2 separate regions of the Zea mays genome follow, and region 2 is linked to region 1. A link is a contact called in public Hi-C data. All regions are on one chromosome and are shown on one strand. Each heading gives the region's core, a stretch centred on a gene start, on an enhancer-like site or on the middle of the called end of the contact. The rest is flanking DNA. Distances are from core to core; before and after follow the strand shown. Region 1 holds the start of LOC100276947 (putative DUF593 domain containing family protein). Region 2 holds the start of LOC100283216.

Region 1 (5,253 bases), core at 2,184-4,683:
GAGACGAAGAGTTGTACTCTCCTAACTCGTAACACATTCATCTTATCAAAAAGTTGTAGGAAGTTAAAAAACCGTAGGAAGTGTAGGTTTTTGGTGTAGTGGCAGTAGTTGAATTTCGGCTTCTTATTTGGGTTGTACACACATTTGTATAATCCTCGCACAACCCTTGTATAAAAGCTACCAAACTCAATCCAAGTTGGCTTAGCTCACAAGTTTATGAACCTCCTCAGATGTTTCTAGAGCATCTTCAAATAATCCACTCTCATTAGCTAATATTTTTTATTTTTTAATCATTTTGAAAATATTATAGAAATAATATTAGAATAATTTTATTTCTATAAGTAATTTGTCTAGTCGCGTTAATCTCTCTAGCATGATCAAATAGCGCTGGTATGCCACCTCGCCTCGCACATTAGTCAATGGGTCATGGTGAGATCGTTATGGGTCGTGCCACTTAAGTTAGGTTGAGGCACAACACTATTACATACCGGGCCATACCAGGCCGGCACGTGGGCCTGAGAATGAGCCCAAGCACGACACTGTGACCCTTATCTGGGTCGTGCCGGGCTGTAGTGCCGGGTCGTGCTGCTGAGCTATGCTGGCCCAAGGCTCGTCCCATATAGTGGCTGAGGAAGCCAGGAGGATCTAGGATCCAAAATAACAGGAATAACAATAGCATGAAGTATAGTCTGCTATATAGTAATCGATAGGAACAAGTGAACAACAAGAGTACAGAGCTTGCAGCAATCAACCAACCACAATTTTGATTCATAATAACGGTATACCATATTACATATTAACATATTCTAGTGACTTAGAAGGATAGCAGAAACCGGCAAGCCAACAACCATAGTTCAGATTTCAGAATAACAGTTCCATGAAATAGATTTCATCACAGTTTTGGATGACCAAACTTTAAAAAGAGTTGTTATACATAACCAGATAAGTGAAATATTAACAACTAACTTGTTGTTGTTCATATAATTTGTTGTAAAGCAATTGCTATTCATCTAATCTGTTGCTCTAGCAGTTCTAAAGCAATTGGTAATCTAGATTTGATCCCAAGTCAAAAAGCTAGTACCCAAGCAACTACTATTCATCTAAAGGCAGTGGATGTACCGTGTGGAGACGATGATGGCGACAACGGTGGAGTTGCTTCACGGATCGTTGAACACTAGCACAAGCAGACTGTTTGCGTGCGGCGGAAGATATCCCACCACCCCTGCTCATCATCGTCGGTGTTCATGTCGAAGGGCGAAGGCGCAGGCATAGCACGCAAGGCGCCGATGTTGGCTGTAGTCCGATCCGAGGCCTGGGTACTCCACTCGTCGTTGTTTATGGCTCGATGTCTAGGCCCAAGGACGACCGCCGACCACTGAGTGCTCGAAGCCTTGGATGGACGGATTCACTGGAAGGTGGCACGATGGCACTCAGGTAGGGTATTGCACAACTGCTGGCCTGCTCTTTGGCAAGTGGGGAGTTGGGGACTAGGGGAATGGATGTCCAGACCGTCGGGTGCCGATGGGGGACGAGCGGTAGACGTCGGGAATTCGACGAGGTGTGTGGAGCTGAGGCGTTGAGCTAGGACCTGGGAGAGGAACAATAATGCAGGAGTGCTGGACGCCACGCCAGGGACGGGCAGACGGTCGTCGGCCGCCAGCCGCTCGGGACGAGGACGAGTTGGGACTAGGAGTTGGGAATTAGGGTTAGGTTTTTTTGACCCACGGTCTCACGGAATTTATGCACTGCTCTACGACTGTGACTACAGTCTACAGCCTGGTGCCTCGTGGGCCATGGGCGGCCTCCTCGGTTTCTCGTCTTCTCGTGGATATTTGTTGGTTCGCGAGTTGTGTGGGTTCTTACCGTATACGGGCTGTAAACAGGCCGTGTCGGATCGTGCTGGGTAAATGGGTCAACCGGGCTAGGTACCGAGCTAAATGGGCCATCATAAATCATGCCATGCTTGGGTCGTCCAATGGGCTTGTTCCTAAGCCCAGGTATGCCCCATGATGGCATCTGACCGGTCCGACACTATACTAATCGTGTTGTGTCGTGTTCTTGTCGTGCAAAAATGGTCGTGTTTCGTGCTGACCCATTTTATAGCCACGAACAAAACATACCTTTAGCCCGACCTATCTAACCACTTATACTGCAATCCTACTTAGACCGCGTTTGGTTACACCATATTATCAGAATCTGCACCATACACGTAATCCAAAAAAATCCAACTCAAGCTTGATTTTTGTGGATAGTCTCTAGCAGCACATTGGGCCTGTTTGGCTCAGGTTTTTTTACCAGCTTTTCTGAGAATCTGGCTATTGAGAGAATCTAGTTGTGTGGAGAATCTGAGTATCGTGGGGATTACGTGCGGAGGAAGATGAAGTAGTTTAAATAATTCAGGATCTAAAAAGCGACATATTCCTACTATCGTGACGACTCGACCGATTTTGTGTTCATGTTGATTTTGGACGGTTTTTACAAAGCGATTTCGTATGGGGTGTTTGGCGGTCTGCAACAACTTTTAGTGGTCAGAAGCTAAAAAATGCCCAAACAAATAGAGCTATTATCTAAGGTAAAAAATCTGCTACATTTACTAGCTAGATTCTGATTATCCATACGAACTAAACACTTATCTGACACAAGAGACGCACGGTCGCATTCCAATTGAAAAAAAAACATAGGGCCACGTGGTAGTTGCCGACTGTCTATCGGTGTCGCTGGCTCCATCCTTAGGCCCATCGCGCCGGCCATCCCACCCTTGGCCTTGGCTTTGGTTTACCTGGGACGGCCGTTTAAAAACAAAGTGGCCCCGTCTAAATCCATTGAAACAGATAAATATATGTGAGGCCCACAGTTGCTACCGAGTTGACTAAGATTCAGTTTTTATTTTAATTTAAATTCTTCATAATTTATTTAGGGCCAGGCTGACAGATTCTGGAGGAACTGGGACATAATTGTGCTGGCTAATGTGATTTAACAAATCAGGGAAATTATTTAAACAAAATTGAATGGGTACCTTATGTATGGAGGCAATGGATTAAAAGCCTCTCTTTGAGCTTTCTTCTTGTCGCTTTCGCAATGTCAGTTAACAAAATGATTTGTTTATACAACAAGTATAGCTTTCCTTGCTCCTAAAGTTGCCAATTATTGACGCTTGAAGATCACTCAACATCCTCGTCGGAAAATCGGAGCTTCCGGCGTCCGTTCCGCTTCAGCAACACTATCTCTCTCAAAGGTTGGTGCCTTGTCTGCCTGGTCGCGTTTTTTTCTTCTTTCGGATTTGGGTAAACACACGGTAATCCGTACTTTGTGGACTCACCAACTCCACGTTACACAACCCAGCCAAAAAGCAAGATTTGTCATAATCCTTTGAGCCTAAATCATTTATTTATTTTTGGTTTCTCTGAAGATTCGGTTCTTCCCAGAGGTGTGCAGCCACTGTTGTATTGAATTTGACATTTCTGTGTCCGTGCAAATCCTTTTTCCTCTCTTAATCGCTTGATTGAAATCAGTTACTAGAGACTAGACGCTCTGAAGGTCCCGTGGCCGTGGATGCGAATCGATGGCCGGGGTTGAGGAAGAAGGCGAGGTGGCGGCCCTGCGGGAGGCCCTGAGGCAGCAGGTGCAGGCCGTGGAGGAGCTGCGGGCGGAGCTGGAGGAGGAGCGGCAGGCGGCGGCGTCAGGAGCCGATGAGGCACTGGCTATGATCCTGCGTCTGCAGGCGGAGAAGGCGGCGGAGCGTATGGAGGCGGAGCAGTTCCACCGGGTGGCCAAGGAGCGGATCCAGTATGATGAGGACACGCTGGCTTTCCTCAGGGCCGTCGTCTTCCACCAGGAGATGGAGATCAGCTCGCTCAACCGCAGGCTGCTCGCCGTCCACGCCACCGGGGACGATCCCCTTTCGCCGGCAGTCGATCTCCCCTGGCTGAGGAAGCTGGCCAAGAGCGGCGTGGCGTCCAGGAGGAACGCGTCCCTCCCGGCGGCACACCTGGAGGAGCTCTGCTCGGAGCTCGACGTCGTCGTCGACACGGACGCCGACAAGAAGAGGGTGGGCGACCGGAGGCCAGCAAGGACGGTCTCGGACATCGGCGAGGTGATCAGCAGGGAGAAGGAGTGGGCGACGAGACCCAATCAGACGGCGCCAACGCCCAGGCTGTACCGGTCGGCCTCACACTCCCACGGCCTCCCCCGGCGCGCGACGTGCTGCTCCGCGCAGTGTGGCGTGCGCTCCGCAGGCCGGGCCTCGCCAGAGATCATCGCCGAGGAAGACGAGAAATCGTGCAAGAGCAACGCCGCACTGGAAGCCGACATCGAGCAGATCAAGGCCACCGTGCTGTCTCTCCACACCGACCTCACAAAGCTAAGAGAATCCACCTTGTCCATGGCAGACGCACATTCCCAGATACTAGCCGAGATCCACGCAAAGCTCGACGGCGTCACGCCGCGGCGACAGACGAACTTCGAACCAAGGTCTGAGCTGCTGCTGAAGAAGGCCACCAGAGGAGGCAGCAGCAACAGTTCTTCGTCTTCCAAGGAGCAGAGCTACCAATACCAGTGGCAGGCTGACGTGCTGATGAACCATTTCATTGAGGTACGTGGTCTCACCTTCTCTGCTACTACCGTTGTTAGACCTCTGATGAAGGCCGCTGCATCCATGTCACTGTTTAGGTGCCTCTTGATTTTGGGCTTGGCCGTCGCGATTAGAAAAGTTTTGATTAACTCCTAACGTGTAAGCAATGCCATGGTCAGTTCTGTCAGTGCAAAATTTGTTTTTGCTGTTTTTATTAGCTCTTTATTTAATCAGGCATTGTAATAATAATATATAGCATCTCTTCTGAGATGAACGAAAGGTGAAACAATAATTTGCGGCCTTTTTTTACCTCATCGTTATTATTATGTTACTTAAGAAACATTCGGTAGCATGCCAAATCAATGCACGACTGCTTGTTTGAAACCTGTTTTTCCTATAATGCACACGATACGTGAGCCAACGAAGGATTTTCATTATTTTTGATCATACGGGATTTTTATTATTGTTTTTGTAGATGGATTTTAATTGTTGTTAGCTTCAGGCTATGAGGTAATTGGCTTTTGGGTTGTTGGATTGCGTCTTCTGAATTATCTGTCTCAACAGGCAGTGATGTGCATAACGTGAGAACTGAAGATCTAAACGATATCTATTGGTGGTGAAGATTTTCAGGTGTGAGTAAAAGATTGATTATTGCTAAATTCTTTTTTTTAACCCTCTGTTGG
Region 2 (5,478 bases), core at 2,468-4,967, 630 kb before region 1:
TGATCGGTACTCACCATATCGCGCGCGTTCGAGGACTATTATATCAAGGATTGTGGAGTCATCTCGACACCGGAGGTGAGCAGAGGTGGACCGACAACAATGACCACTCGCCATCATCGGGGTAACTTTTGTGCCGGTCTGCCTTTAATTCTCTTCGCAAACACACACTTGCATTTTTTGTTTAAGCAAGCGTGTATGGTGGTGCGTGCGTGATGACTAACGATGTACGACGGAACTTCTACCGGCAGGTGTGGCACGTGCTCTCCAATAATGAGACCATGCAAATCATGACATATATCGAAGTCTGCATGATACTGATGGTTGCAATGTAGTAGTGAAACAACTAAATTAAAATAACAAAATTTATGTATGGCTAGGATCACAAATGGATTATGAAATATTTTCTTATAACAATATAAGACACATTTTATATATAAGTTATCATGGTATTATATGTTCCCGTTGCAACGCACGGGTACTGACCTAGTTAAATATGAATTATACAAGTTTCTGGAATTATTTTTATATTAAAAACCAATTTCTATAATTATTTTTATAATTTCTCTGATCTCTGGATTGGGCTCCAAATACCGAATAGTACAGGGTCTCTGGCGTAAAAGAACCTAAGACTCAGACAACCCTGGCTGTGGACTGCGGGTTGGTTTTCTAAAACCAGAAGGGCTTCTCTGCAAAACTTGCTCAGCGAAGGGGTATGGCTCAATACTAGCCGTTGGATTAGATGCGAACGAACCAGATTAGACCGACGTGGATGTGAATCGGTATGTAATCGGGGCCACTGGATCCTAATGCTACGGTCTAAAGGGGATCTTGAGCGACTTGAGCCAACAACCCTCTGATCAGACATCTACGGTTCCTGTTTAATAGGTGAAACACTACCAGCTCGGTCGAATCCCGTCCGTTGATCAGCCAACGAACGGCCTCGCCGCCCTCACAGGCAGCCCGGACCACGGTCGCCTGCGTGGCCCGCACCCACTGCGCTGTTCTCGCCGGAGTAGGTCAATCCAGCATGCAGATGCACGATTCCACCCACTAATAGGTGCTACATGAACCTAGAGCCGAGTAGGAGTTGTTGAAAGGTCTTTCCAGTGCGCGGATTGGTGGAAGAAGACATTTCCCCCACGATTCGCGGTATGACGGCAAGGTCGCCGCACGGACGAGCAATTCCCCGCGTCCTGACGGCTCCCGATTCTCGCCGAGGCACGTATAGCTTTCCGCGCCCAGGCGCTTCTGGTTGACGGTGTGGCAGGGGCGAGATGGTGGCGCAGAGGGGAGTTCGCCGGGGGTGGATCTCCGCAGCAATGGCGCACGGCGGCGGCTTCCGCAATCTATGCAGGCGTGGCTTAGGTGGAAGGGTGAAGGTGGGAGCGAGTCCAGAGGAAGGCTGTGGCACTTGTAGGGCAGCTGGAAGGAGCCCCGGTCAACGATGCGGACACCGGAGACTTCGGCATGGCTGTTACGGAAGCGAAGGCTGAGTGTGCGGTCCCACACGTCGGCGTCCGATCCCGCGCGATGGGAGACAGACTAGGTGGGTCCGCCAGTCATCGTCATAAGGTTATGGCGCGGACGCGGAGTGAGGCAACTGTCGAGCGAGCCCCGCGAACCAGTGAGAGATTGAGAGCGGGCGCGACTCGTGCGGCTGCCTGGTGGGCCCCACGTGTCGGCGCCAATACGTTAGCTGGGCTGCGCGGAGGTAAGAGTAGGCGGGCCGAACAGGATGGTTTTGGCCCAAGTTCCTGTTTTAGCTTTTTTTTCTTTTTCTATTTTCCTTTTCTCCATTTCCAAATTCAATTTGAATTCAAATTTAAATTCAACCCTTGTGTCAAAATTTATCCTCATATTAAAGTACCATTTGAACATACTCAAAATGTGATGGACTTATTTATTTATAAGCTTATTTTGAGTTGTATTATATTCCTCTCTCTTTTTCTTTATTTTATTTCCAATTCTCTAAAGTGCACCTTTGGTTTAGGTTCAAATTCCCATCTCATTATTACATTTTTATTATTATTATTTTATTATTAATTGCACAAACAAGCAAAACTCCAATATGATGCATATTTTATGGTTGTGTCTTATTTAATTCTTTAAATGTGATTATTTCTATGAGGTAATGAGTGGATGGCAAAACACTTAATGAGACCAACTCTTATATAATTTTGTGTATTACACAAAGCATACAATGGTACTCATTGATTCAGAATCCACTGTTTTTTAACTTCCATTGCAATACCATTACACATGGGAACCAAATAGTACATTAGTTCTTGGTGAATGGTCTATTTGTCTCATCTCTATCCTATTGTGCTATGGTTCATTCTAGAATAATATCATAGTCTGCGCTCATCTAATGACATGTTTGTTTTATTCTCAATCCACGTAAATTGGATGAGATCGAGTAGGTTTAAATCCCTAGCATGTAAAAAATATTCTTAATTTCTTCCTATCACATTCAATCACATGGAACGAGAATAACGGCACAAGGCCTAACAATAACATGGTTTGCTTATTCGACCCTGATTGTAAGGCATCTTTGGTGCTTGGGTGTCATCTTGCTGGCCCTATGTTGCACTCGACTGTGACCGCTTGATGCCGTTACCAGAATACTAGCCATGTTCATGCCATCTGTGCCAAAATCCGATGCGTTGTTGCGCATCACCTTTCGTCCAGTTGGGATCTGTCTGACTATTTGCATCTTTTGTAGCAGAGATGAGGCAGAGTGTGGCTCCAATTGTAATCTAATCCCCAAAAGTACTCTTCTACGTAGCTTAACTGAGATTTGGAAATTCAATGCCTGCCTTTGTCTAAAAGACTGAAATCTTCACTGAAACGACCAGCTTTACCATCCCTTTCGCTCATTGATCTCACATTATCCTATTCAAATTTAAGAATGACTATGACTTTGTGAAACTTGTCGGCCAAATCGTTTTCAAACAGCTAGTCCATAGCCATGAGCTAGTCTTGTCGACTTGTCGTGCACCACTCAAATATTCAACTAATTTTCTTACATGTTATGCTGAAAAAAATATGCATATATACGTGTGGCCATCCTTTTCTTGTTCTTGATCTGCACTACAATTCACCGAAAACTACATATCGGAATGAAAAGAGTAGACAATCTGCATTGCAGTTCATCGGAAACTACATATCAGAATGAAAAGAGTAGACCATGTATCCGATCCCTCCGTTTGTACTAGTCAGTCACCGACAAAAAAAAATGAAATCCAGTTGGCTGTCTTTATCCTATATTGTGGTTGAGATCTGGCAAGTAGAGAGCAAAGGCCATGGTCCATGGAGCACCAAGCAAAAATCTGCACCCACCACATGCAACAAAGCCACCAAATCTTTTCCCTAGCACCACATTTGCTGGCATTGAAACAAAAGAAAAAACATAAGTGCCAGAATCAGCAACCTTTGCTGGGATTTAGGTCCCATTAGACTTGGACAGTCCCTAATGACCCTAATTTTATTTTTTTAATACTATATATAACCCATTGGTGTGTAACAAGAACAAAAGAACGGATCGATTCACGTGGTTTTCTGATCTTTTTTCAGAATGTCTGCCGTCGAGAATAAAAGGTACAACGGAATCAGGTGCCGTGTTGCCAAATAAGTTGCTTGCCTTATCTTGGCAGCTGCAGCTACTACTCTGCAGACTGCAGGAGTTATAAGAAGAGTCTCCGGCCACACTCCGCGTCAGAGATTCAGAGCTGATGAACTGCTTCTGGTGTCCTGTACATCTCAAGATGAAAAAAAGCACCACCGTCCTCGCCATCTCCATCTTGGTCCTCTCCCTTGCCTCCCAGTTCTCATGGTGTGCAGAAGCAGCTGAGGGAAGCGCCGGAATTTCCACAGAGCCTGATCTCCAGGTGCAAGAACAAGTGCACGGTCAGTTTTGCTGTCTTTTTTTCTCTCTTCATTGGTGCCTGAATCGTTGCCATGCATGATTGGGCAAATTATTCTCCGGACTTTACAGAATAACATGACTTTGATTAAGAAACTGGTTGGTTTGTTCATGAACTGAAGGCGATATGAAAAACCGCCTGGAAATGCAGGGTCGCAACCGGAAGCTTGGCCATGAGGTGACCACAGTGGAGTTGAAGCATCACAGGAGGATTACCAGTGGGCACAAGGGTGGCAGCGCGGGTGGAGGCGCCGGCGCCGGTGCCGCGGGCGCAGGCACGGGTGGGCATAACGTGGGCGGCGGGGGCGCCGTGACGAGGCCGCACAGCTCCAAGAACGGCGCGGCGGCGCTCCCAGTGCCGGTGTCGTCCGTCCTGACGCTGGCCTTGGCCTGCGGAGTTGTTCTGTCAGTCATGAGCTACTGATGAGATGAAACTCTCGTCTTCCCGGAGCCGATCGGTATCTCCGAGCCGATTTTACGGGTATTGGTGCGATAGTTTCTCGATTTGTTCGTTGTAACTTGTATATCATATCATCATGCAGTGGTGAAAACCGGACGGATGCTGACGGATGTAGCTGTCATTATATATCTATCGTAATGTATTTCTCGCGAATACAGAATCAATACAGTTATTTAAAATTGGAACACATGATAAGACCGGTTAATAATTCAAGCGGATATATAAAGAATATTTGTCGGATAATCCATACTAACCATCCAACAAACAAGTAAAATAATAATCATATACATGATAGTTTAAACATAGAAAAATAAACCAATAATTGTTGGATAGTTCTCCTTTTTTAAATCTAGTTGCTATTAAGCGACATTTTGAAACAAAGGTTTCATCTCGTCCAATATTCCTGTCTTTAAACCTATATTCATTCCATTAGTTTGTTTCTCTTGGCCTTCTTTTGTGCATTTTTCTTACATTATAAACGCATGCTACCCCTATATGAACTTCCTGATATGTTAGTATCAAGCTACCGGATACGCAACTGTGAATATGTAGCTTTGGACACGTAAGGCTGGCTGCAGCGGTCGCTGTAGCTAGGGGTAATAATGGGCTCTAAATTTTATACTATAAGATTTAAGAATATGATGAGATTAAGATCGGGCACTATTTATTTTCATTTTTGAACTAAAATTTATTTAGGACCTGTTGAGCACCAATTTGAGCCGGCAGACGGTCCGCGCCTGTGGGCCGGACGGTCCGTGCGTGCACAGAGTAGTTTAGGGTTCCGAGTTTTGTGCTACGGTTGTTAGCTAGATTGACAGAAATAACTCAAAAATTAGTTTGTAAAGGGTCCAGCCCCCCTCCTCTATAAATAGAGAGGTATACGGTCGATTTGTGATCATCAATCGAACCTTCAATCAATACAATTTACATTTATTCTTATGAGTAGTTCTAGTCTAGTTCTAGTTTAGCCTCTCAATCCCCAAATTCTCCGCTTCTCTTCGACTCTACGTCGATTAGAGGAGTCTAGATCGGCCTGCCGAGCCTAGACAACTCCTAGGATCTCTCCTCCCCGACGGGGTCCCTCCCAGGAGCGAGA

Evidence for each region. Hi-C and Micro-C count contacts between places; a contact is called where the count stands out from the background.
Region 2: a contact with region 1 is called in a Hi-C map of ear, with 5 times the contacts expected there. The contact joins the promoter of LOC100283216 here to the promoter of LOC100276947 in region 1. A contact is called at or near these places in 2 of 25 Hi-C or Micro-C datasets (ear and leaf).

What each region holds. Positions count from the first base shown.
Region 1 is chr10:44,607,660-44,612,912 of Zm-B73-REFERENCE-NAM-5.0, reverse strand. It overlaps LOC100276947 (putative DUF593 domain containing family protein), which reads left to right and starts at 3,433. Exons shown (of 2, transcript NM_001165600.2): 1 at 3,433-4,591; 2 at 5,135-5,253. The coding sequence starts at 3,563. The coding sequence ends at 5,155.
Region 2 is chr10:45,240,516-45,245,993 of Zm-B73-REFERENCE-NAM-5.0, reverse strand. It overlaps LOC100283216, which reads left to right and starts at 3,717. Exons shown (of 2, transcript NM_001156118.2): 1 at 3,717-3,906; 2 at 4,045-4,571. The coding sequence starts at 3,732. The coding sequence ends at 4,346.